2 separate regions of the Bos taurus genome follow, and region 2 is linked to region 1. The links are chromatin contacts, called in public Hi-C maps. All regions are on one chromosome and are shown on one strand. Each heading gives the region's core, a stretch centred on a gene start, on an enhancer-like site or on the middle of the called end of the contact. The rest is flanking DNA. Distances are from core to core; before and after follow the strand shown.

Region 1 (5,427 bases), core at 2,813-5,312:
GTGCATTCTCTTTTTAATGTGGGCAACTCACTAGGCCTGCTGTGTTTTTTCACATTCAGGTGCTTTTATTTTTTGTTTAAATCTGCTTATTTTTAATTAGAGGATAATTGCTTTAGAATATTGTGTTGGTTTCTGCAATATATCAACATGCATCAGTTTTAGGTGTACATTAGGCTTGCTGTTGTTTTTTTTTTAATTGACTGATTCTTGAATCATGCAAGAAAAAAATTTTAACTACACTTTCAGGGCACTCATCATGTACTTTAATAAACTTCTGCTGTCAAAACTTTCCCTGTACCTGAATACTGCTTACCATGGGTCCATTTCAGGTTTATGGAACACTTGCATTTCACAACCACCACTGCTTCTGCCTCTGTTTTTCAGTTTTCATTTCTTAACTGAGGAATCATACTGGTCTAGCTCATCTTTCTGATCAGGTCTTAAGAGAGCACCAGGTCTTAAGAGAGTACCACAAGCCCTGAACCTTGAGTGTGCTGCATGCCTTTGGGCCAGCTGCCTTCCCCAGCAGACACAGATGCTGGGGCAAAGCGAGTTCTCACAGAAAGAGGTATGCAACATGGGGCAATACTGGCATTTTTGGGTATAATGCAAAGTAGGAAACTAAAGATTAATCTAGTTGCTAGACTATTCCGTTCTTTTGAAATAAATTCCTTGTAACTTATTATGGAGCACTTGAACTTGATTTCATAATCAGGATCTTAGTTCAAAGAAATAAAAACAGCTTTTGCAAACGACTGCTGTCACTGTTGGCTGGCTGATCCAGCGGCTCTTCCTGCCCCTTGAACTGCAGAATTTCCCTGAATTTTCTGGATTTTCTGGTAAAAGAAACTTGCGAGGCAGCATTGTGAGTTTGTCTTCCTCTGGCCTTGGTTGCTGGTGCTAAGCGTGAGTTCTAGCAGCCATCTATCTAGTAACTATTAGTGGGTAAGTCACTGGACCAATTTCTACCTCAGCCTTCCTCTGAGGCAAGTAAAAAAGATGACTATATTTTTAAAAGCTACTTCAATTTCCTGTAACTTATTTGCATGCAGTCCTAACTGACACAATAAAATATGGTTACACCAAAGAGGGTCAGGCCAAAACTTAGAGGACTGATGACGATACTGAAGTCAAACTGGACACTGTCCTATTTTTTTCAATACAATGAAAGATTTCAAGACCAATTTCAAAATTAAAAAGTGCATTTACTATTTTGGCATTTCTCCTTTACATTTATCATTTTCTCTTCATAAGTCTAATTGTGAGTACCACCTCACATGAACTGAGCAAATTATATTGTCTTGTAAACAGTGGTTTTTATATATTGGCCATTCCTCTCAAAGCATTATCATAAATCAATATAAGCACTTTTACTTTGGAAGAACTCCTGAGATTTGAATATACAATGTAATTAATAGCAGAGAATAAATTAGATCTCTCTTCTTTCTCTTTTCTTTCCTTCTTTCTCTCTTTGTTTCCAATTATTTCCTTCCTCTCACAATGTTTTTTTTCTCTATTTAATCTTCTTTCTTTCCTTAAAAAAAAAATCTTTCCTACGTTTCTCATAAAGAATACAAACATTTTTCGGGAATTTCCTGGTAGTCTTTGTTGTTGTTGATGTTGTTCTGTCAATTGTGTCTGACTTTTTGTGACCCCATGGACTGCACCATGCTAGGCTTCCCTGTCCTTCACTGTCTCCTGGAGTTTGCTCAAACTCATGTCCATTGAATCAGTGATGCAGTCCAACCATCTCACCCTCTGTCACCCCCTTCTCCTCCTGCTCTCTATCTTTCCCAACATCAGGATCTTTTCCAATGAGTTGGCTCTTCACATCAGGTGGCCAGAGTATTGGAGTTTCAGGATTGATTTCCTTTTGGATTGAATGGTTTGATCTCCTTGCAGTCCAAGAGACTAAGAGTCCTCTCCAGCACCACAGTTTGAATGCATCAGTTCTTTGGCACTCAGTCTTCTTTATGGTCCAGCACTCACATCGTAGATGACTACTGGAAAAACCATAGCTTTGACTATACAGACCTTTGTCAGCAAAGCAAAGTCTTTGCTTTTTAATATGCTGTCTAGGTTTGTCATAGCTTTTCTTCCAAGGAGTAAGCGTCTTTTAATTGCATGGCTACAGTCACCATCTGCAGTGATTTTGGAGCCCAAGAAAAGAAAGTCTGTCACTGTTTCCATTGTCTCCCCATCTATTTGCCATAAAGTGATGGGCCCGGATGTCATGATCTTTGTTTTTTGAATGTTGAGTTTTAAGACAGCCTTTCACTCTCCTCTTTCACCTTCACTGAGAATCTGCCTGCCAAAGCAGGGGACACAGTTTCCATCCCTGGTCCAAGAAAATCCCACATGCCACAGAGCAGCTAAGTTCCATGCTACAACTGCTGAGCCTGCGCTCTAGAGCTGGAGAGTTGCAATTACTGAGCCCATGTGCTGCAAATACTGAAGCCCGGGCACCTAGAGCCCGTGCTCCATAAGAAAAGCGCCTACAATGAGAAGACTGTCCTGGGCAATGAAGAGTTGCCCCTGTTCACCACAACTAGAGAATGCCCACGTGTGGCAACGAAGACCCAGCACAGCTAAAAACAAGTAAAAATAAATCTAAAAAAAAAAAAAAGAATATAGACATTTTTCTAAGTATTTATGTACCTTTGTGGTAGACATTTTGTCCTTATGCATTTTGTGGGGAATTTGCCAGCATGTTAACATGTTATACAACATAATCAGCAATGGAAAAGTTTTTGAGATTTTCAGTTTCAAATAATTTCCCTCCATTTTTTTTTCTATAAAAATACAATCCTTGTTTGAAGTACATGCCATTTTGTCACAGTTGGAGACTTATGATCCAAGCCAAAATGATCAAATGATTTTTGATCATTTTGAAATATGAGATCACAAATCCATAATCATATTTGATTATTTACCAATATTTTTCTACTCACATGTATAAAAACACTGTGTGTTTTAATATTATACTAACTTGCAAAATATAGCTCAGTCAGTGTCTAAGATAGGATTAAATAATATAATTTGGTATGTTGTTAGTCAAATCCCTTATGATTATACAGTGGAAGTGAGAAATAGATTTAAGGGCCTAGATCTGATAGACAGAGTGCCTGATGGAGGTTCGTGACATTGTACGGGAGACAGGAATCAAGACCATCCCTATGGAAAAGAAATGCAAAAAAGTAAAATGGCTGTCTGGGGAGGACTTACAAATAGCTGTGAAAAGAAGAGAAGCAAAAAGCAAAGGAGAAAAGGAAAGATATAAACATATGAATGCAGAGTTCCAAAGAATAGCAAGGAGAGATAAGAAAGCCTTCCTCAGCGATCAATGCAAAGAAATAGAGGAAAACGACAGAATGGGAAAGACTAGGGATCTCTTCAAGAAAATTAGAGATACCAAGGGAACATTTCATGCAAAGATGGTCTTGATAAAGGACAGAAATGGTATGGACCTAACAGAAGCAGAAGATATTAAGAAGAGGTGGCAAGAATACACAGAAGAACTGTACAAAAAAGATCTTCATCGGGAGTTGGTGATGGACTGGGAGGCCTGGTGTGCTGCGATTCATGGGGTCGCAAAGAGTCGGAAAAGACTGAGCAACTGAACCGAACTGAAGTGTTTTAAACTGAACAGGATAAAAATTAAAAACAGCCTAATGTTGAGTAAGACATACGGAAAGTAAGCTTAAGCCATCTCCTTAGACAAGAAGGGCCACTTAGCTTACAAACGAGAGAAACAAAACAGAACATCTTTTCCAGTTTTTACCAAATTCAAGAAAGGTAAAATAATGTATTGAAACACGATTTCTCTGTCCATATGAGTCTGAAAAAAATCTGAACAGACAGTAATTTAACCAGAATCCAAAGTTCAGGGGCAAGACTGCTGAAAGCTCTCTCAGTTGAAAAATCACTGTTTGTAGAAGTAAACCTTTGTTCCTGGTCTGTAAATTATTAAAACAAGTAAATAATGAGTTCCCAGGCCTCCTCGTTAGGCCTCCTTGCAAGCACTGACGCGCTCCCATGGCAGCTCACCCTTGCCACGGCTGCAGCCCTTGGCGTGTGCGGAGGCCGTGCCGGTCCCAGGGCTGCGCGCGCATCCTCGCGCCAACTGCGGGTCAGCCTTTCCTGCCGCCTCCTCTAGAAGTTCAAATCTGGGGAGCTCAGTGGAGGGTAGGTTCTTGCTCTAGAAGCTTTTCTAATGCCGTTTCCTTTCTCTTCTGTATAATTCACTTTGATTTTTGCCTCAAAGTTCTTATTTTGCCCAAGGCAGAAAACTTAGTCATGTCTAAGTTAAGAATAAATTCTGTTGTTTTCAGTCCTTAAGTTTTGAAGCTTGATTACATTCACCGTGTTGCCCCCTGTTCCATCTTTTCCTTTCTCCTGGGTTGAAATTTTAAATTTTAAGCCCCTTTTAAACTTTTAGGGGCTTATGCAACTGCCACCGTGGGTTATGCAGGAGGGGCCTGACCTCATGCGGGTCTTGATTTATTAAGTCCTGCACTGGGTCCTTGCCTTCCATGTAATTTATACTATTAGACTCTCGGCAACAGGGAAGTATGATGCTTTCTCAAATGGCAACCTGGACAGAATGTGGCCGTATCTTGGCATCTACTCTGCTTCATCACACTGGTGGTCCCTGACCCCACTCTAGCCCTTCTGTTTGGAGGATGGCCCACAAAGGACCTGGTGGTTGTGTCTCTGTTTGTCCCAGTTGTAGGACCATCCGCAAAGGGGAAACACGCTTTCCCCCAGTTACTGTTCATGCCACAAATGGGGCCCAAAGGACCCCGCAGACCCCTTCTGCACTCCACAGGCGTCTTTGGTGGATGTGTGTGTCTCTTGCTCCCCTAGTACGTCACACTAACATCCCCACTTTCCCTCAGAGTCGGTGTTGAGACACTCAGTTTTCAATCAGGGGAGGAACCATACTTGGCACATGCAGTTCTGGTGTCTGTAAATGCAGTTCAATTAGGACACTACATACCTGGAGATAGAATCAAAGTTCAAGGTAAAGATTCAGTCCCAGGAGACTGCTCTCCATTTCAGATGCCAGTTGCTAACCCAGGTTTTACCTGTATTTGTGACTAACTGGCTGCAAACAAGAGGTTTATACAACCCTGTCCTTTCTTGTTGTTCGGTTGCTCAGCTGTGTCCAACTTTTTGCGACCCCATGAATAGCAGCATGCCAGGCTTCCCTGTCCTTCAGTGTCTCCTGCAGTTTGCTCCAATTCATGTCCACAGCCTTCTCTTTGGGTTCGGTTAATTTGCTAGACAGCTCACAGAACTCAGGAAAATTCATTTACTCACGAGGTGACCAGTTTATTACATATGAGTCAGCAACCTGGTGAAGAGACACATAGGTGGGGTACCAAACAAAGAAACTTCTGTCCTTTTGGAGCTTGAGACACAGAC
Region 2 (5,666 bases), core at 1,665-4,164, 58 kb after region 1:
ACTCCTAGAGGAAAACATAGGCAGAACACTCTCTGACATAAATTCAGCAATATCCTTTCTGACCCATCTCCCAGAATAATGGAAATAAAAACAAACAAATGAGACCTACTTAAATTCAAAAGCTTTTGCACAGCAAAGGAAATAATAAACAAAATGAAAAAACAACCCACCAGTTGGGAAAGAATATTTGCAATTATGATTGATAAGGGATTAGTGACAGTCACTCAGTCATGTCTGATTCTGCAACCCCATGGACTATACCGTCCATGAAATTCTCAGGCCAGAACACTGGAGTGGGCAGCCTTTCCCTTCTCCAGGGGATCTTCCCAGCCCAGGTTCAAACCCAGGTCTCCTGCATTGCCCAGGCTGCTTCTTTACCAGCTGAGCCACAAGGGAAGCCCAAGAATACCAGAGTGGGTAGCCTATCCCTTCTCCAGAGGATCTTCCCAACCCAGGTATCAAACCTAGGTCTCCCGCACTGCAGGCAAATTCTTTACCAACTGAGCTATCAGGGAAGTCCTAAAAAGGGATTAGTCTCCAAAAGAGACAAACAGCTCTTGAGGCTTAACATCAGCAAAGCAAACAAAACAATCAAAAAATGGGCAGAAGACCTAAATAGCCATTTCTCCAAAGAAGACATACAGATGCCTAAGAGGCACGTGAAACTACATTCAACATCAGTAATTATTAGAGAAATGCAAATCAAAACGACAATGAAATATCACCTCACATCAGTCAGAATGGCTATCATCAGAAACTCCACCAACAATAAGTGCTGGAGAAAATGTGGAGAGAAGGGAACTGTCCTACACTGTGGGAATGTCAATCGGTACAGTCACTATGGAGAACAATATGCAGGTTCCTTAGAAAACTAACAGTAGAGCTACTATGTGACCCTGCAATCTCACTCTGGACATATCTAGAGAAAAACATGATCCAAAAGGATATCGGCACCATAATGTTCTTACCATTTATAATAGCCAAGACATGGAAGCAACCTAATTATCCATTGACAGATGAATGGATAAAGAAGATGTGGTACATAAATACAATGGGATATTATTCATCCATTAAAAAGAATGGAAAATGCCATTTGCACCAACACAGATGGACCTAGAGATGGTCATACTGAGTGAAATAAGTCAGACAGAGAAGGAGCAATATTGTATAACATCCATTATATGCAGAATCTAAAAGGAAATGATAAAAATGAACTTATTTACAGAACAGAAAGAGACTCACAGACTTAGAAAATGAATTTATGGTTTCTGAGAGAGAGGAATGGAGGGAAATGATGTCAGAGAGTTTAGGATGGACATGAACACACTGCTAAATTTCAAATGGACATTTCAAATTGACCAGGACTTGCTGTATAGCACAGGGAACTCTGCTCAATGTTATGTGGCAGCCTGGTGGGAGGAGAGTTTGGAGAAGAATGGATACATGCATACATGTGGCTGAGTTCCTTTGCTCTCCACCTGAAACAATCATAACATTGTCAATGGGCTATACTCCAATGAAAAATAAAAAGTTTAAAAAAAGAACACAGAAGGAGAGGATAAAAAGTAAGTAGACTGGACTATCATAAAACTTCACCAAAAAAGTAAAAGAATGGTTTCTCAAAGGAGGTGATAATTGAGATAGACCTGGATGGATGGCTAAGACATTTAAAGGTTAAAAAAAAAAAGAACCTTCACAGTGTTCAAGTCAAGGAAATAGTATAAAAGAACACACAAAGAACAGAGGTGGCTGGTCTGGTTTGCAGACCAGCTCAGAGGAGGATGGGAAAGACACAATAGTGTAGATGTATCTGACTGTTGGGTTCAGGTCTTAGAGATGGAAGAGTTTGGATTCTGACATAGACCCTGGGGTGCTAATGAAGGTTTCAGTGTGGAGATGACCTCAATGTGAATTCCAGGAAGGGGAAAAGGAAGGTAGAATGGCATTCAGGAGCATTCACGACTCTGTGCCTGTCAGACTAGCAGTTCATAGTGCCTCTAAGAACCAGGGGGTGCCAGTGAGACCCTGGGGCAGGAAGCAAAGGGGAAAAGAATTTGTAGGACAAATGAATGAAAGGTGAGGCAAGAGAAGGCGGATTTGGACATGGTAGGTGATATGGACTTTAGGCCACTCTTTCTGGACATAAATTATTGTTTACACTTGTAAAGTAATACCCTGAACTGAAGGTTGTATTAGCTTTCATACAACTTTCCCTTCCTGAGAAGGGAAGTCAGCGGAGCTGAGGTGGGTGCTAGGTAATCTGAAAGGCAGTTCCTGAACTAACAGAGTTGGAAAAAGCCACAAAACCTCAAAAGTGAGGTGGTCCAAAAAGCCTGGGAAAAGAACCCTTTTTCAGGATGGGTATGAGCAGGAGGCAGCGGCCCTGGTCGAAGGTCCAGGTATTAAGATCCAGTGGATCTTAATCCAAGGGGCTCTAGAACAAGTTTTGCCTTGGAACAGGTGAATGGATTCCAGGACCATGGGGAACAGAAGAGATGAGCCGTCCGCTGGTTCCTTGCTCCTCATTGTCCTGTGGGTCTCTCAGCCTTAATGTACCTCCTGCTGACATCACTCCCTCTTGCCCCTTCTGAAATCTGTGAGCAGAACAGCAGTGTTTCCTTCCATTCAGCTTTCCCAAGCTAAGCATCCCTGTGGTCCCTGACTGCCTTCACACTCCCCATAATCAGTGGCTGTGAGACCCTGCAGATTCTGCCTCCTAAAGATCTCGGGCCTCTGTGCCCACTTCTCCAAGCCAACTGCCACTTCTCCAATCACTGACGCGCTCCCATCTCCTTCCCAACTCACTGCAACTGGCTCACGGCCAGCATCTTTGCACTGGTCTCTCCTGCACTGTGTACTGTGCCAGTCCTATGAACAGATCTGAGCATGTGTCCACTGATGTAAAAACACTAGCTGGCCTTTCAGTGGCCACAGGGTGAAGGCCACACTGCTTGGCAGAGTCTGTAACAGCCCTTGTCACCTGGTGTCAACCATTCCCTCCAGCTTCCCACAAACCATCCGTGCCATCCCACGCACATACACATGTTCTGCTCTGCATCTCCACGCAGGGCCTTCTCTGCCTGGATTCTCTCTCCAATGCTGATCTGTTGTGTAAGACTCAGCCTGAACGTGGCCTCCTCCAGAAAACTTTGCCAATGCTCCAAAAATCATAGCACTACATTTTGGTGGGTTCCTTTGTCAATTTACAGATTTCTTTAAAAAAAAAAAGGATTGTTCTTAAAAAAATGCCAATGACACTTTTCACAGAACTAGAACAAATGATTTTAAAGCTTGTTATGGAATGCAAAAGACCATGAATAGCCAAAACAATCTTGAGAGAAAAAGAATGGAGCTGGAGAAATCATGCTCCCTGACTTCAGACTATAGTACAAGGATACAGTAATCAAAATGGTATGGTAATGATACAAAAACAGATACCTGGATCAAAGGAAAAGAGTAGAGTGCCCAGAAATACACCCATACACTTCCAGTTAACTAATCTATGACAAAGGAGGCAAGAATATATGGTGGAGAAAAGACAATTCCTTTAGTAAGTGGTACTGGGTAGGACAGCTACATATAAAAGAATTAAATTAAAATATTGTCTAACACCAAGTACAAAAATAAAGTAAAAATGGATTAAAGACTTACTTGTAAGACAGAATACTACAAAACTCCTGGAGAAAAAAATAGAATACTTTCTGACATAAATCATGACAATATTTTCTTGGATCCATGTCCTACAGTAATGGAAATAAAAGCAAAAATAAACAATTGACCTAATTAAACTTAAAGCTTTTGCACAACAAAGGAAACCATCAACAAATCAAAAAGAAAACCTAAGGGCTGGGAGAAAATATTTTCAAATGATGCTACTGACATGAGATTAGTCTCCAAAATATACAAATAGCTCATACTGCTTAATATAAAAAAACAATACAATCAAAAAATGGGCAGAAGATTCAAATAGATATTTCTTCAAAGAAGACATACAAATGGCCAAAAAGCACACGAAAAGGTGCTCAATGTTGCTAATTATCAGAGAAATGCAAATCAAAATTACATGGAAGTATCACCTCACTCCGATCAGAATGGCCTTCATTAAAAAGTCTACAGATAACAAATTCTGGAGAGGGTGTGGAGAAAAAGGAACTCTCCTGCATTGTTGGTAGGAATGTAAACTGATACAGCTGCTATGAAGAATGGTATGAAGGTTCCTTAAAAAATGAAAAATAGAACCACCATATGATCCCCAAATCATACGTCTTGGCATATATCAGAGAAAACTATAATTCAAAAAGATACATGTACCCCAGAGTTCATTACAGTGCTATTGACAACAGCTAAGGCATGGGAGCAACTTAAATGTCCATCAACGCAGGAATAGATAAAGACGATATGGTCTATGTATATACAATGGAATATTACTCGGTCATGGACATGAAATAATGCCATTTGCAGCAACCCTGTTGGATCTAAAGATTATTGTACTAAGTGAAGTAAGTCAGACAGAGAAAGGCAAATACCATATGATATCGCTTATCATATGAAACATGTTGCATATCAACTTATTACTATTTACAGAACAGAAACAGAGTCTTAGTCACAGAAAACTAACATGGTTATCAAAGGGGAAGCTGTGGGGAGGGAAAAGTTAAGCATTTGGGATTAACACATCACTCTACTATATATAAAATAGACAGCCAACAAGAACCTCCCGTATAGTAGAGAACTATACTTAATGTTTTGTACTAACCTATAAGGGAAAAGAACCTGAAAAAAAAAAGATATATATGTACTTACAATGGAATCACTTTGCCGTACACCTAAAACTAACACAACATTGTAAGTCAACTATAAAATCAACTGTAAATCAACTATAAAATCAACTACATAAATCAATAAAAAGCTGTTTGTTTTGACAAAAGAAACCCACTCCCACATAGTATCAAAGCAAATAATAGTCTTTGAGGTATCTCTGCCTTAAAATAGTTCTCCATAACTGTGAAGTAAGTTCTGGAGAAAGAACTTAAGACAGATGGTCAGAAAAGCAACACAAATAATGACCAGAATGACCAAAATACCTTCATCATGCTTACTTTCCTTTACCTAGGGTTGTATTTCATGTCTTGCTAAGTTTCACTAAGTTCAAGTACTAGGACTATGGCACTGGTTTACTTGGGGAGTGTCTCCTTTGGAGTGACTCACTGGAGACCCATTTGGCAGATCAGATTAATTGCTTAAGTTGCTAGGAGGAGCAGATGTCAAGGGTCAAGGAGGAAGCACAGGGCTGGTCCTCAGTGAGGGCCTTTTCAGCTCTCTCCTCACCTCGAAAAAGAAGTTCAAGAAGACAGAGGTCTCATGTCTTCATGCAGCTTTTAGTCTGTCTCTGGGTGTGATTTACTTGTCTTACCTACACCTGGAGAAGACCACTGTGGAAACGGCCAGCCTCTCTCCCCAGGGCTTACACATTTAAGTAGAGGAGACTGAAACAGGTGCTTAAATGCCATCTTACCAGGAGACCATACTAACAGCATGTAATAGATGTGAACCCCCCAAAACAGTTATTTCCCCAAATCTCAGCCGCTCCTTCAGTTGGAAGTAGCCTTCTCTGAGTGCCTTTCCGTTCCCGATGGAATGAATGGGGTGTGGGTTGGTGCCTGGTG

The links. A called contact is a pair of places that touch in the nucleus more often than the background predicts.
Region 2: a contact with region 1 is called in a Hi-C map of liver, with 1.6 times the contacts expected there. The contact joins two enhancer-like sites. A contact is called at or near these places in 2 of 11 Hi-C or Micro-C datasets (liver and skeletal muscle).

The regions. Positions count from the first base shown.
Region 1 is chr14:76,453,384-76,458,810 of ARS-UCD2.0, forward strand. The region is part of intron 2 of LOC112449549 (a long non-coding RNA gene); the gene reads left to right. Among named protein-coding and RNA genes, the nearest start is that of WWP1, 120 kb to the left of the region's middle. Within about 2 kb of position 4,063, at least 10 of the 102 cell types and tissues checked have an H3K27ac peak or open chromatin away from gene starts, as enhancers often do. A contact at or near this core is called in liver, where this site is marked.
Region 2 is chr14:76,512,902-76,518,567 of ARS-UCD2.0, forward strand. No RefSeq gene overlaps it. Among named protein-coding and RNA genes, the nearest start is that of ATP6V0D2, 71 kb to the right of the region's middle. Within about 2 kb of position 2,915, at least 1 of the 102 cell types and tissues checked has an H3K27ac peak or open chromatin away from gene starts, as enhancers often do. A contact at or near this core is called in liver, where this site is marked.